2 separate regions of the Mus musculus genome follow, and region 2 is linked to region 1. A link is a contact called in public promoter capture Hi-C data. All regions are on one chromosome and are shown on one strand. The core of a region is the stretch at or near the end of the contact, and the rest is flanking DNA. Distances in the headings are between cores, read along the strand shown.

Region 1 (6,047 bases), core at 1,081-3,580:
TCTCAAGTTCTCCTCTTCCTGCTATGTGCCATGATCTCTGTAAACTTCCTGAGATCATGGACAGTGTCTGTCCACCACTGAGTCTACAGCCCCCAGCGCAGTGTCTGATGCTGCGGGCATCATGAGTCACATAGAGCCACCCTGATTCAGCACAGGTGAAGCTCTACAGCAGCGTGGACACTGGGTACAGGGACCGTGGAAGCCTCTACATCCACACCTCACATCACCTGGATGAGCTTCCTACCACAGAGCAGAAGATGCAGACACTTAAAGAGCTCTTGCTATTAGAGTAACCCAGTAATGTTCAAGGGAAGAGGTCAGAATGAGTACCAGGTACACTTAGAAATAAAACAAGCGAGCCGAGCAAGCCTGGTAAGATGGCAACATAATTTCTCAGAGATTATCAGACCAAGCAGAGCTATACAGAATAAGGGATAAGTCTAGGTGGAGCTGGGAACATGGCAAGGTGATTGACATCAGAAGATGAATAAGGGGAAGTGATGCTGAGCCCTGTATCAGCATCGAATTTTAAAGACACCCTTGGGGGGGTGGCTTACACAGCATGGGGATGGGGAGGTGCCACTAAGGCTATTTTTCTTGGTTAAGATGACTTGGGGACATCTCTTGCTTTAATGACCAGTTCTTATGCCCCTCCTCTCCCCAGCTCTCACCTCTTGCCTCAGCCTCAAACACCAGACCCAGGTTTTCATAAGCTCAGGAGAAGCAAAGAAGGGAGGGTTCAGTAGAAAATCCAAGCTTCTGGTTTTATGTTTGCTAAAAAAACAAACAAAAAAAACCAACCAAACAAACAAACAAAAAAAAAAACCGAACAAACAACCCAAAAAACAAAAACAAGGATGCTTAGCCCTTGTAGGTTTTGAACTCATATCATGTGGCCTCGGGTATCCCCACACTCTCAGCAATCCTCCTGCCTTAGCCTCCTGAACACTGGAGTTACAGACATGAGCCACCACACCCTATCTCTTTACTCCTGATTTAGGGCCCAAACTCCAGCCAAGAGATGGCTAGACAGATATCACGTCTAAGAGATTGGTAAACACACGATGACGTGCTTTCCACCAGGTCCCTACCGTGGAATTGCTGCTTAGATTTACAGCTTGAGAGAAAACACGCCTTCCCATGGACTCGCTTTCCCCACCGCGCACTGAGAACCAGGTGGCCCATTTGATTCCCCTGCTCACTGCCTTGTGAGAGGCTCAGAGAGAAGCCCAGGGCTTGCATCTCATTCTTCCTGACAAGCTTCCTACAGATGGCAAAGAGCTGAGTCTCCGCTGTTAACCCTCCAGTACCTGTGGTTATGCTCAGCATGGAGACTCAGCAAAGACAAGTGGACATCGGGAATGCCAGCCAGCCCACTGTCTCCATTTCCACTCCCTGATTTTCAAAATCTCCCTGATTTTGATACCTGAAAGAGTCTACCTTAGTATAGTGCATGCTCTTATTGTTGGCTGCCTCAAATCCTTTCTGTAGGCAGGCAGGGAATAAATGAATAAATAAACAAATAAATGCATCATGGATTCCCTCCTGCCTGGGGGGAACCTGTGCAGGGTTTTGTCAGCTCTGCTTGCAGAATACCCACCCTAACAGATAGTGAGTGAGGAGACATCCATTTGTGAGCACAGCCGGTTCTTAGTATCTTTTTTTTTTTTTTTAACCAGATAAGCTTGGGTGCTTCAAGTAAATTCTCCTTTGATTGGTATGTTCATCAGTTGGACTCTAATTGGTGCAAACAGGTAATTTGGAGATTACAAGATTTATTCTTCTATAACAGGGATTGCTGATTGCTAATGATAGGACTGATTTTTAGGTGCTTAAAACCTTGACAGTTACAATACTCCTGTGATTTGCTACATCGTCTTAGAGACAGCTCTCTACTGATCCCCGAGGACAGAGGCCATGTCCTCCCTGAGCTCTGCCCAGTGCTCCGTGGGTGTATGTGGATGTGTGTTTGTGAATATAGATGCTTATTAATATTAATAATAACAGCCACGAGAGGATCGGGCATTCACAGGAGTACTGAGTCAAGCAATCTGCTTGCGATTTCATGAGTTTTAAAAAAAAATGTACACCTCCTCTCTAAATTCAACAGCACATAGGATTATTAGCTCTGGATAAATTGGCCTTAAAGGCGCGTCATAAAAGGACGGAGTTGTAAATGCTCCTCCCTGACATTTGGAGAGATTCAACCTCGGAAGCACTCAGAGAAACTGCAGCTATGAAGTGGAAGTCAAGCTGCCTGGCTGCCACCTCAGGGGAAGGAGCTAAACAAAGCCGCCCTGGCCTGCCGCCAGCTCGGGAGCCAGGCACCGCCTTTGGGCGCCTTCCCTGGTTATCCCCTGTGAGCGGGCCAGGCACCGACATGTCAACACGCGGTTGTGTGAAGGGAATGGAAAGTGGCAATGCCCAGACAGGAACGCTGCCTCCACCCAGGGTGCCAGGCACGCAGGGGTGGGGATCCAGTCCTCCTGGGGTGACACTTGCTCCCCAAGCACGCTTGTCAGTACATGATAAGCTTGGACCACCTCACTCAGACATGGGCACCAATCACTACTGTCCCACACTGTCCCTGAACACAGTATCAACTCCTCCAACCTAGCACCTGTGTAAATGTCCTTCTTGTGAAGATATTAGGTTGAGTAAGGACAGACTCCAAATATCCCATTTCTAGCCCCTAAGCTCACATGCAAGCTGTGTGCTGCCAGGGGTTCTCAGGAGGTGTTCCTTCCCTTGGTCTTGCCTTTTCATGCAAGGCCATGACCTCTTTCAGCGTAAGCCTAAACTCTCTTAAAGGATTGGGTGTCCTGTCCACCTGAGTGGTGGCTCTCGCAGGACATGGATGCTCTCAAGAGTCTATAGGCTCAAAAAGGACCAAAGCCTTTGATGTCCCCCCTCCCAGATTCAGGACACTTTCTTGCATGCCATGTGAATTTAGTAAACTGACCTTAACTCAAGTCAGATAATTTCTTCCAGGCTACTGAGATCTCTTTGACCTTTAGCCCCAGGGATAAAGAAACTCAGGTTGGTATGGGTAGAACTGAGAGTAGGAACTTGCCATAAGGGGCAGTGATAGGCAGTCTGAGGGTAGTATTTGACTCGCAGGGGGCAGCAGCTAGGCACAGGTCCAGCCGTGGTCATGATGGGAGCCCAAGGATACTCTAGGGTGTTCTGCTGTAAGGTGAGGCTGGTCTACGTCTTAGGCATATTAAATGCCTTCTCGATTGGTTAGATTCTTTACAGTCTTCCATGGGCTTATTTGGAACACTATCCTGTCTTAAGTCAAGGACCTTCTAGGCATCTAGATCTTTTGTTTTCAGAAAAGATCAGCTCTCGAGCTTAAGCTCAGTGCTCCTGGCTGTGTGTGATGTGTACACAGCCTCTGCCCTTCTCACCCCTTACTCTGGGCCTCAGTGGGATTTCCTCCCTTTATGTAGCCCTTTAGAATACAAAACCCTTTCAAATATACAATCAGATCCTTCCAACTGTTTAATTGCATTCTTGTTCCTATTTTACCTAGCAGGAAACTTGGGTGACATGACTTAGCGAAAGCGTTACAACTAACAGTGGGAAGAGGAGCTGGGCCTCAAACCCAGGGCTTCTTGATGACAAGCCCAATTTCTGTGCTCTTTGTCAAAGCTGCCTCTCCTGGCTCTGCTCTGTGGAGATGATTCTAGCACCTCTCTTTGGTCTGTTGGGTCTAGACACAGGTGACTTTAGGAAGCTCTGACCTTGACTCTCATGAAACCCCACAGGCATGCCTGTCAGAGTGTTTCAACACTGTTTTTAAGAACTTCTAAAGGGCTGGCTTGTGTAGGGTTTTCTGGAGTGTCGGTTGGAAATAGGGGGGTAGGGGTGACAAACTCTGGTTTGGCTTGTATACCATACTGTGCCCCTCAGACTGAGCTCCAGTCTCTCTCTCTCTCTCTCTCTCTCTCTCTCTCTCTCTCTCTCTCTCTCTTTCTCTCTCTCTCTCTCTCTCTCTCTCTCTCTCTCTCTCTCACACACACACACACACACACACACACACAGAGAGAGAGAGAGAGGAAGTTTCTTCTTTTTGGAGGTTCTTCTTCTCTCCAAAGTGTAGTTAACAACAGAATTCATTTCCTCTGACAGAAGCAAGAAGCCATTCAGTCCACTTCTCCCACCTGACCCACGCTTTCTCCAGAAGCACCAAGTACAATGCTTTAGACTGCCCCGGCTGACTCCCTTGGGTTCTGCTTTCATAACATGTGGTGTGGAGAGAGACAGAGAGACAGAGACAGAAACAGAGAGACAGAGAGACAGACTGAGGAGAGAGAGAGAGAGCTCATTGGCCTGTGACTATCACCTGGAGACCATATGATTGCTTCTCAGAACTCTTCAAGCAGGCCAACCACACTACCATTCTCTGGAATTTTCTGTCTAGGATCAAAGAGGAGCTTGACAAGTGACCCACAAGGGGGAAGAGGCAGGTTACAAATCTCTCTTTCCCCCTTCCTTCCTCTTTCCCCTTCCTCTTTCCTCTTCCTCTTTCCCACTCTCCCTTCCTCCTTCATTCATTCACTGCCACCACCACTCCCTTCCCCAGGGTCTTGCTAAGTAGCTCAGACTATCCTTGAACTTTCAGCAAGCCCCCTGCCTCTGGTTACCCAGTGCTGGTCTAGCGAGCATGCATTAGCACAACAGGCTCAAGTGTCCCTTTCTTAACGGTCACTTTGGTTCTAACTGTTCCATGTTGACTTGGCCTCTTCATAATGCTACATCGGCCATTACAAAAGCCAAAGCAAGTCTCTCTTATGCTTTCTCCCTAAAGAGCTTTTAGCATGGCAAGTGTTGTCTAACACACGAGAAGAGATCAATAATTGCCTCAGATCAGCCTCCTCTGGGCAGTGGCTTTGATCATACACCTTTGTGGTATCCATGTTACAGCACTACCTCTCATCCCCACCCCCACTCATCCCTCATACCCTAGCACAAAGACTTTGATATGATCAGCAGCACCCCGTCATTTTGAGCAATGCCCATTCACACGCACACCCAGAGTCTTGCTTCAGGATGGCTTGAGTCATCATTTTGCAGTCTTTATCAGCCATCTGCAATCAGCTCCAGCCTAGCCGAGGAGGCTGTGGTCTGATGCTGAGAGCCCGAGACTGTCTTCAAGGTGAGGTTTGGCTCTGCTGACTTCAGGGAAGAGCCTGGGAGATCTTCCCAGGAAAGCAGCTGGCCCCTGGCCCAATGAGCTTGTCCCTATTGCTGTGTGGCCTTGGGTATTCAAGTGCTTAGCTGCCAGGGTCAGGCTCCAATCTCTACTACTCTGGTGGCATGGAAGACTGGGAAAGGCAGTGGGCCAGATGACTTCATGAGTCTCTTGCACCCTCCGGGGGCTGCTCTTGCCTATGACATCATAACAATGGAAGTGGGTGGGCCCTGACAATTATTCCAATTTGAAGAAAAGACTCTTAGAACCATTCCTACTTGCCTATTCTCTCCCTCCCCCTACCTTCTTCTCTAACCCCATAAGCCAAGACTAGGGCAGCTCTTCCCCCACTCCACCCCCACTCCTGACCCCACCCCCAAAATGTTTTCTCCTGAGGATACAGGAGAGGGTCCTTCAGTCCTTGGGGGCACCTTGAGGAGTGAAGCATGCCTTTCTTGCATCAGGGAGGAAGAGTGGCTGGGTGAGAACATGCCTTGGCAGAGAAAAAGCACTCTGATGGTTAGATGCAGTATCTCTTCTAGCATCAAACGGTACCGGCCGGCACAGGCCCAAGACTCTAGACTTCACTGAAAACGCCAGCCAACTCCCTTGAGGCCACAGCAAACACTCCCCACACTCAGTGAGCTCAGGGGACAGGGATGCCAATGAGACAACCCAGAAAGCCCATCCTGAGGGTGCCAGGCCCCAGAGAGACGAGTCCTGGCCCTGTCCCTCTTTACTGTTGAGCATCTCCCACTGTGATCTCAGTGGAAAGATGGCTACGGCTCCAGACCAACCAGGAACCTTTGCGCTCGGCCTTGTGGACACAGCACAGATCTCCAGGGCTGTG
Region 2 (6,047 bases), core at 2,428-4,927, 330 kb before region 1:
GAACGATTCTGTTCTGTGTACCCAGAGCCCGGCACTTACATTGCGAGGATGAACAAAACCAGAATTTTCTTTTCTTTTCTTTTCTTTTCTTTTCTTTTCTTTTCTTTTCTTTTCTTTCCTCTCCTCTCCTCTCCTCTCCTCTCCTCTCCTCTCCTCTCCTCTCCTCTCCTCTCCTCTCCTCTCCTCTCCTCTTCTTTTCTTTTTTTTTTCTCCCGAAAGACAGGGTTTCTCTGTGCAGCTCTAGCTGCCCTCGGACTCTCTGTAGACCAGGCTGGCCTCTGCTTCCCGAGTACTGGGATTAAAGGTGTGGGTCACTACCACCTGGCCAAAATCTGAATTTTGATCACCAGGCTTCAGAACCTCTCTCTCCTGTCTGTACCTGTTTTCCTGGGTAGGTGAGTGTACCCTGGTTTCCATGTACCGATCGACTGTGGGCACGCCTTTTAAACTCTGAGGGGGGCAGGGTGTCTCTGCTTCCTCTCTGAAAATACAGATTCTAAGTGGGCGTTGCTGAAGCTTATCGGTCCTGGATTTGGAATTTTTGGTGAGGTAGATGGATCATGGTGTCTCCAGGGTTGTGCTGTGTAGCTTCCTAGGGAGCCGGGGGTGGGTGCAGAGGGAATGTTTTAAATGCTGTGCCTTCCTGGGGTCGGAGGGGCCTTTCTGCTTAAGTCTGGAAGGTCAGATCCTGTAGTTTTGATCTCAGGGTTGGCACCCACTGTAGGGCACAGAGCTGGTGGGGAGCTCAACAACTAATGTGTCAAATCCCGTAGGTCCCCAGGAGACAAAAGGGCATCGTCGTTGGGCTTGTGCCTGCCTCCTCTACCTCTCTGGGGAGGCCAGGAGCAGGAACTCAGCTAAAGCGGAGAGTTTCCTCTCAGGCAGAGAGCAAGCTGCCCTCCGCCTCTGCAGGAGGGATATTGCCCAGCTTCAGGGCTCCCATAACTCTTTCAAGACAATCACTTTATTTATATGAGTTTGTTTAAAAAAAAAACCAAACCCACAGACGATCCACCCAGGGACCCCTCCGACCGCCGCCGCTTGATTCTCTCCTCTCCTGTGAGTCCATAACTCTTAGTCTTTTGATTCTCCCAGTCCTCAAACTATAAAAATCTTATTTCTATAAGGTCTTTTATGGTTACCCAGATAGTCAATAGTGTCATTTTCATTCATATCATTCTGCAGGGAAGTTAGAGGAAACGAAGCAGACAGAGGAGAGCTATAAATAAGGTTCAGCTACACAGGGCCCCAAGCAGATCCCACTGCGTTCCTTTAAAACTACTCATGCACAGAATACACGCACTACATACACAAGCACACACAGATATGCCCATGGTGTCTACTCATGCCTGGAGACAGGTGCACACAGGTTCAGCCATGCACATACACAGGGGCTTTGCCCCTTGGGCAAGACCTGAGTGCTTGTATGCATACTGCTTATGTGTGTGCAAGCATGCATGTGCTCACTCGAGTGCACACACACACACACACACACACACACACACACACACACACACTACACACCCAAGACTTGGTAAGTATTAGAATAAAAACAAACCCTTTCTGGAATTTGCCTGGCTTTGAAGAGCCGAGAGCAGACAGCAGCCCTTGCTGTGGTGAGATGGGGGGAGCAAGGCAGGCCAGCCTAGAAAACACATTCCAAAGCCGTGAAGCACAGGGCTGGGCACTCGGCCACGCATGAGCTCATGTGCCGGGAGCTTCAGAATTCCCACTGACACCAGTGTCGGAGTCTCTCGGCAAGCTCCGGGAATGGTGTGGCCGCTCCTCTGGGCCCCTTCTCACAGTGTTGGTGGTGTCTTAGGAAGACCAGACCCCTCTGTTCCTGGAGGACAGATAAAGGAGAGCATTGGCCCCTGATTGTGCCTAACTGCAGCTCCTCCATGGAAGCTGTCTACAGCCTTGGGCCTAATGGGTTAATAGAGAGAGGGGGTGGGGAGGGGATAAAGTACAGAAGGGGACACCTAGACTGAGTCAGACAAAGATATCGGGGATTGATCCAGGTCTGAGGATGACATTGAAGGTTTCCTCAGGGGAGCACAATAGGCCTTGGGAGGAGGGTGTTGGGGCAGGGGAAGGGCTGTATGGCTCAGCAAATTATTCTTATTGTCATCTTTTATTGGTGGGCTGTGTTTGAGACAGGATTTATCTTCGTAGCCCTGGCTGTCCTGGGACTCACTCTGTAGTAGACAAGACTGGCCTTGAACTCAAGAGATCTGCCTGCCTCTGCCTCTTGAGTGCTGGGATTAAAGGCATGTATCACTACCTGGTACTTACTATCCTCTTTTATTTTCATTATATTTTTGTAGTATTGGTGTTGGAATCTAGGCCCTTACAGATGTTAGGCACGTGCCTTATCACTGAGCTACACACCCCCAACCCCAAATCTGGCTCATTGGTTAGGTGCTTAAAAAAAGGACCGGCCAGCAAGCAAGTGGGCTGAGTTCATACTATGATATGGAAGCAGACAGACACCCTTCCATCTCTGAACATGTTTACCCTAGGATATCGTGGGAGGAAAGAGCTCCCAGAACATTTCTAGTTTGGGAAATTGCAGGTAGACTAGCTATACTCCAGGGGGGGTCTCCTTAGTTTCCCCATCTGCAAAATGGGGGCAGTGGGTTCTGGCTATTTGCAACATTGCAGGATACTGTTGGGAGGGGCTCCACCACTCAGAAGTACCCAGGAGCTTCTTCAGAAAGCAGTATGTTTAGAGCTTGTAAGAAATATAACCGATCAGGGTTCCTGAGACCCCAAGAAAGCTATACTTTTAGTTTTCTCCTCTCTCTCTACTATTTAGCCACCCCCCAACACTGAAGCGCTTAGATGGAGCCTGGGGCTCTGAGCTCAAGGGCCTTGAATTCCTCTATTCCCCCACCCCCACTTCTGCATTCCCCCCCTTCTACAAGGGAACTATTAATTGTAATTTAAGCCTCCCAAGTTAAAAGCAGCGTGTAGATTCAAAGATTCTTTCATGGCAATTACACATCGTTTCTGGCTGCACTTTAGTGCCGGGCTTTTATCTGTTGTTCTGGGGGAATCACTTACCGGCCAGAGCGCCAAGCTTCACACAGATTTCTCCCTGATTATGTTTAATGGCAAAAGGAGAGTTAACTCTCCGCCCTCCTGAGCAGTGACAGGAGTTCCCCCACTTGGCCAGACACAGCAGGGAAGAGCCGGGCACTTGGGAGTTGCAGGCACCTTCATGTTCAAGAGTCATTTGTACAAGGCTTTAAGGGGACCCGTGTGGTTCAGGGCAGGCAAGGAGCGTTTGTTGATGTTTTAAATGCCAACAGCAGCTAATTGCTTACTCTACACATTCCATAACAATGGGAGACCTCTAGGTACCAGGCTCTGGGCTGGCATCATCTCCGTATTTACATTGCAAGGTGCTGGATCTTTATGGACATATGGACAGAAAGACAGACAGACAGACAGGCACACACACACCCCACCTCCATATGCAGGGACATAGCATTTGAGCCCTCATCTCAGTCACAAATGTCCACTTGGACACTTTTCACACAGAACCTTCTCTGCTCACGTGTTTGCCGGCCCCTCGCATAGTTTGAGAGGTCACAGGAACTTGTTGTGAGTCTTGGGACAGCATGGGATGGAAATATAGAGCTGGGTCCCTGTGCCCACTTCCACTGTCCTCCTGACCCCCAACTGTCATTCCCATTTGGAACTCTAGCCTTTGTGCCTCAGCTGGGTAGCCATCCTGTGCTATGGGTGTGACTGTCAATTTCAACTACAACAGCGTTCACATCAGGTCTCCTCTGAACCTTCTCCAGTGGGTTTTTCCTTGTCTGAGGTCTTGGTGAGACCTTCCATCTCAGGACAAGAAAAGGTCATGGTTATTCTTGGGTCCTGTGTTCTCTTCACTTCCTGCACCCAGTCGTTGGCCAAACATGCTGGCTGCACTTTAAAAGCGTACCTCTGAGCCCCCTTTGTCACCGGTCACTGCCACCCTGGTACATCCTCCTCAGCTGGCTCTCTGCAGTGACTTCCAGGCAGATGGCTCTGCTTCTGCTCTTGGTCTCTATAGAAGTCTGGGGAGGGTTCATTTCAGACCAGGTCCTCCAGAGGACCTTATAGTGGCCAGCAAGTTCTTATGTGCACTGTTCTGTGTCATCCCATCTCACCTAGTTTCCACGTGGGTAACTCCCTTACAACCACCTTCAAGTCTTTGCTCAAATATCACTTCTTAATGAGGTTGTCTCAAGTATCTTCTTTGATTTCACAGCCTGCTGCCTTTTGGGGCCCTGCCCTCTGATCCTTCTTCCTCTGCTGATTTTTGCTTCTTTTCTTGCCGTCCTCTCCCTCCCCTAGAAGATACCCTTCCCAAAGCAGGTTGAACACACAGAGAAAGAGACTGTGGTAGAGAATTTCCCTTGGAGGGAGTGTACTGGGAAAGGCTCTCAGACCTGTGAAGGAAGCAGCCCAGGACAGAGGAAGGGCTGCCATCTGATGCAGTCACAGCAAAGGCTGGAGCTGATGTCCAGGGACCTGGGATCCAGGGGAGCTTTCAAAGTGGCCAGGCATTAAGACAGGGCATGGACATTTGTGATTCTCTACTGAGCAGACATGGGATGAAGGCTCTCCTAGGGAAGGGAGTAGCCGTAGGTGAAGCAGCTCCCTTTTCAGAGCAGTTTTGCAGAGAGACTGCTGAATGGCCATCCATCAACACTCCCATAACAAGGGAGAGGAGTCTCAGTTCCAAAGTGGGGAACTGGGGCAGACCAGAGAATCCATTATACACTTAAAATATACAAATGAGTATTGACATATTATATTCATTATTTCTTTTTCTTTCCCGCTCTATAGGGAGTTACACGAGGGAACGGCTGTTTGTGGCTACAGCTGCATGAGGTTTCTCAAGTGCTTGGGACAGTAGGTCCTCCATAAATGTTTCCTGAATGAATGAATGAATGAACGAATGAGCCAGTTCAATATTCTCTCTATGTCTCTCTGTGTCTCTGTCTCTCTCTGTCTCTGTGCCTCTGTGTCTCTCTCTGTCTCTCTCTCTCTGTTTTTTTTTTTAAAGACAGGGTTCTCTGTATAACAGCCTTGCCTATTCTGGCATTTGCTTTGTAGACCAAGCTGACCTCAAATTCAGATATCCTCCTGAGTGCTGGGTCTAAAGGCATGTGCCACTGTGTCAGCTGCTGGTTCAATCCTCAGTGTCCTTATTTGCCTCAATCACCACCCTAACTGGAATCTTGGTTCCAGTTCTGACACCAACCAGTTGCACAAACCACAGACAGGTCTAGCTCCTTGGAACCTTTGCTTCCTTCTCTGGGAAATGGGTAAATAGAGGCACCTGTCTCATGGGTTAGAAGGAGGAATGAGCAAACTTGTAAATGTAGCTAGCTGGTGCTCAGTGAAGGTTGGTTGCTGTTGGTGACATCACTCTTGCTCCCAGGAGTCTGCATAGACTTGAACGTGGAGCTCGGACTCCAGCTGGTGCACTCGTGGTCAACAGGTGAGCAGGAAGACGTGGTTTCAGACAGAGATCTGCTTATTAGCAGCAGATAGCTGGAGTTCTTGCTCTGGGAAAACTGTGTGCATCTCTCTCTCTCTCTCTCTCTCTCTCTCTCTCTCTCTCTCTCTCTCTCTCTCTGTGTGTGTGTGTGTGTGTGTGTGTGTGTACATGTGTCTGTATACATTATCACATATGCAAGCAGTGCAAATACAAGCAGTGTTCAAAGATGTAGACTCTCTTTGTTTTGAGACAGGGTCTCCCTTTGTAGTCCTGGCTGGTTTGGAACTCACTACATAGACCACCAGGCTGGCTTCGAACTCACAGAGATCTTCCAGCTTTTGCCTCTTGAGTGCCGACATTAGAGGTGTGTGCCTCTACCATGCCTGGCAAAGCTGTGCTTCTAAAAGACAACTTATCTTAGGCACTGTTTCCTTGAGTAGCCACTCATTCTGGAGAATTAGAATGACCCAGAGGCTCATCTTCCCTCCTGCTTCTCCTCCTCCTATAGCTCTTGCATGAAACTCCTCCCACTACATCACTGAAT

The links. Promoter capture Hi-C pulls out the DNA fragments that hold promoters and counts their contacts.
Region 2: a contact with region 1 is called in a promoter capture Hi-C map of neural stem cells. The contact joins the promoter of 4933407E24Rik here to the enhancer-like site in region 1. A contact is called at or near these places in 1 of 39 promoter capture datasets (neural stem cells), 3 of 484 Hi-C or Micro-C datasets (cerebellar granule neurons, cerebral cortex and ganglionic eminence), 8 of 115 datasets of contacts at active chromatin or transcription factors (craniofacial prominence, embryonic basal ganglia, embryonic forebrain and 5 more) and 2 of 9 other capture datasets (embryonic stem cells and embryonic tail).

The regions. Positions count from the first base shown.
Region 1 is chr4:124,232,979-124,239,025 of GRCm38.p6, reverse strand. No RefSeq gene overlaps it. Among named protein-coding and RNA genes, the nearest start is that of Gm40242, 36 kb to the left of the region's middle. Within about 2 kb of position 2,330, at least 18 of the 459 cell types and tissues checked have an H3K27ac peak or open chromatin away from gene starts, as enhancers often do. A contact at or near this core is called in cerebral cortex and neural stem cells, where this site is marked.
Region 2 is chr4:124,566,809-124,572,855 of GRCm38.p6, reverse strand. 4933407E24Rik (RIKEN cDNA 4933407E24 gene) reads right to left here and starts at 3,677. Exons shown (of 3, transcript NR_045819.1): 1 at 3,563-3,677; 2 at 1,559-1,843. All of the region lies in intron 1 of Gm2164 (predicted gene 2164), which reads left to right.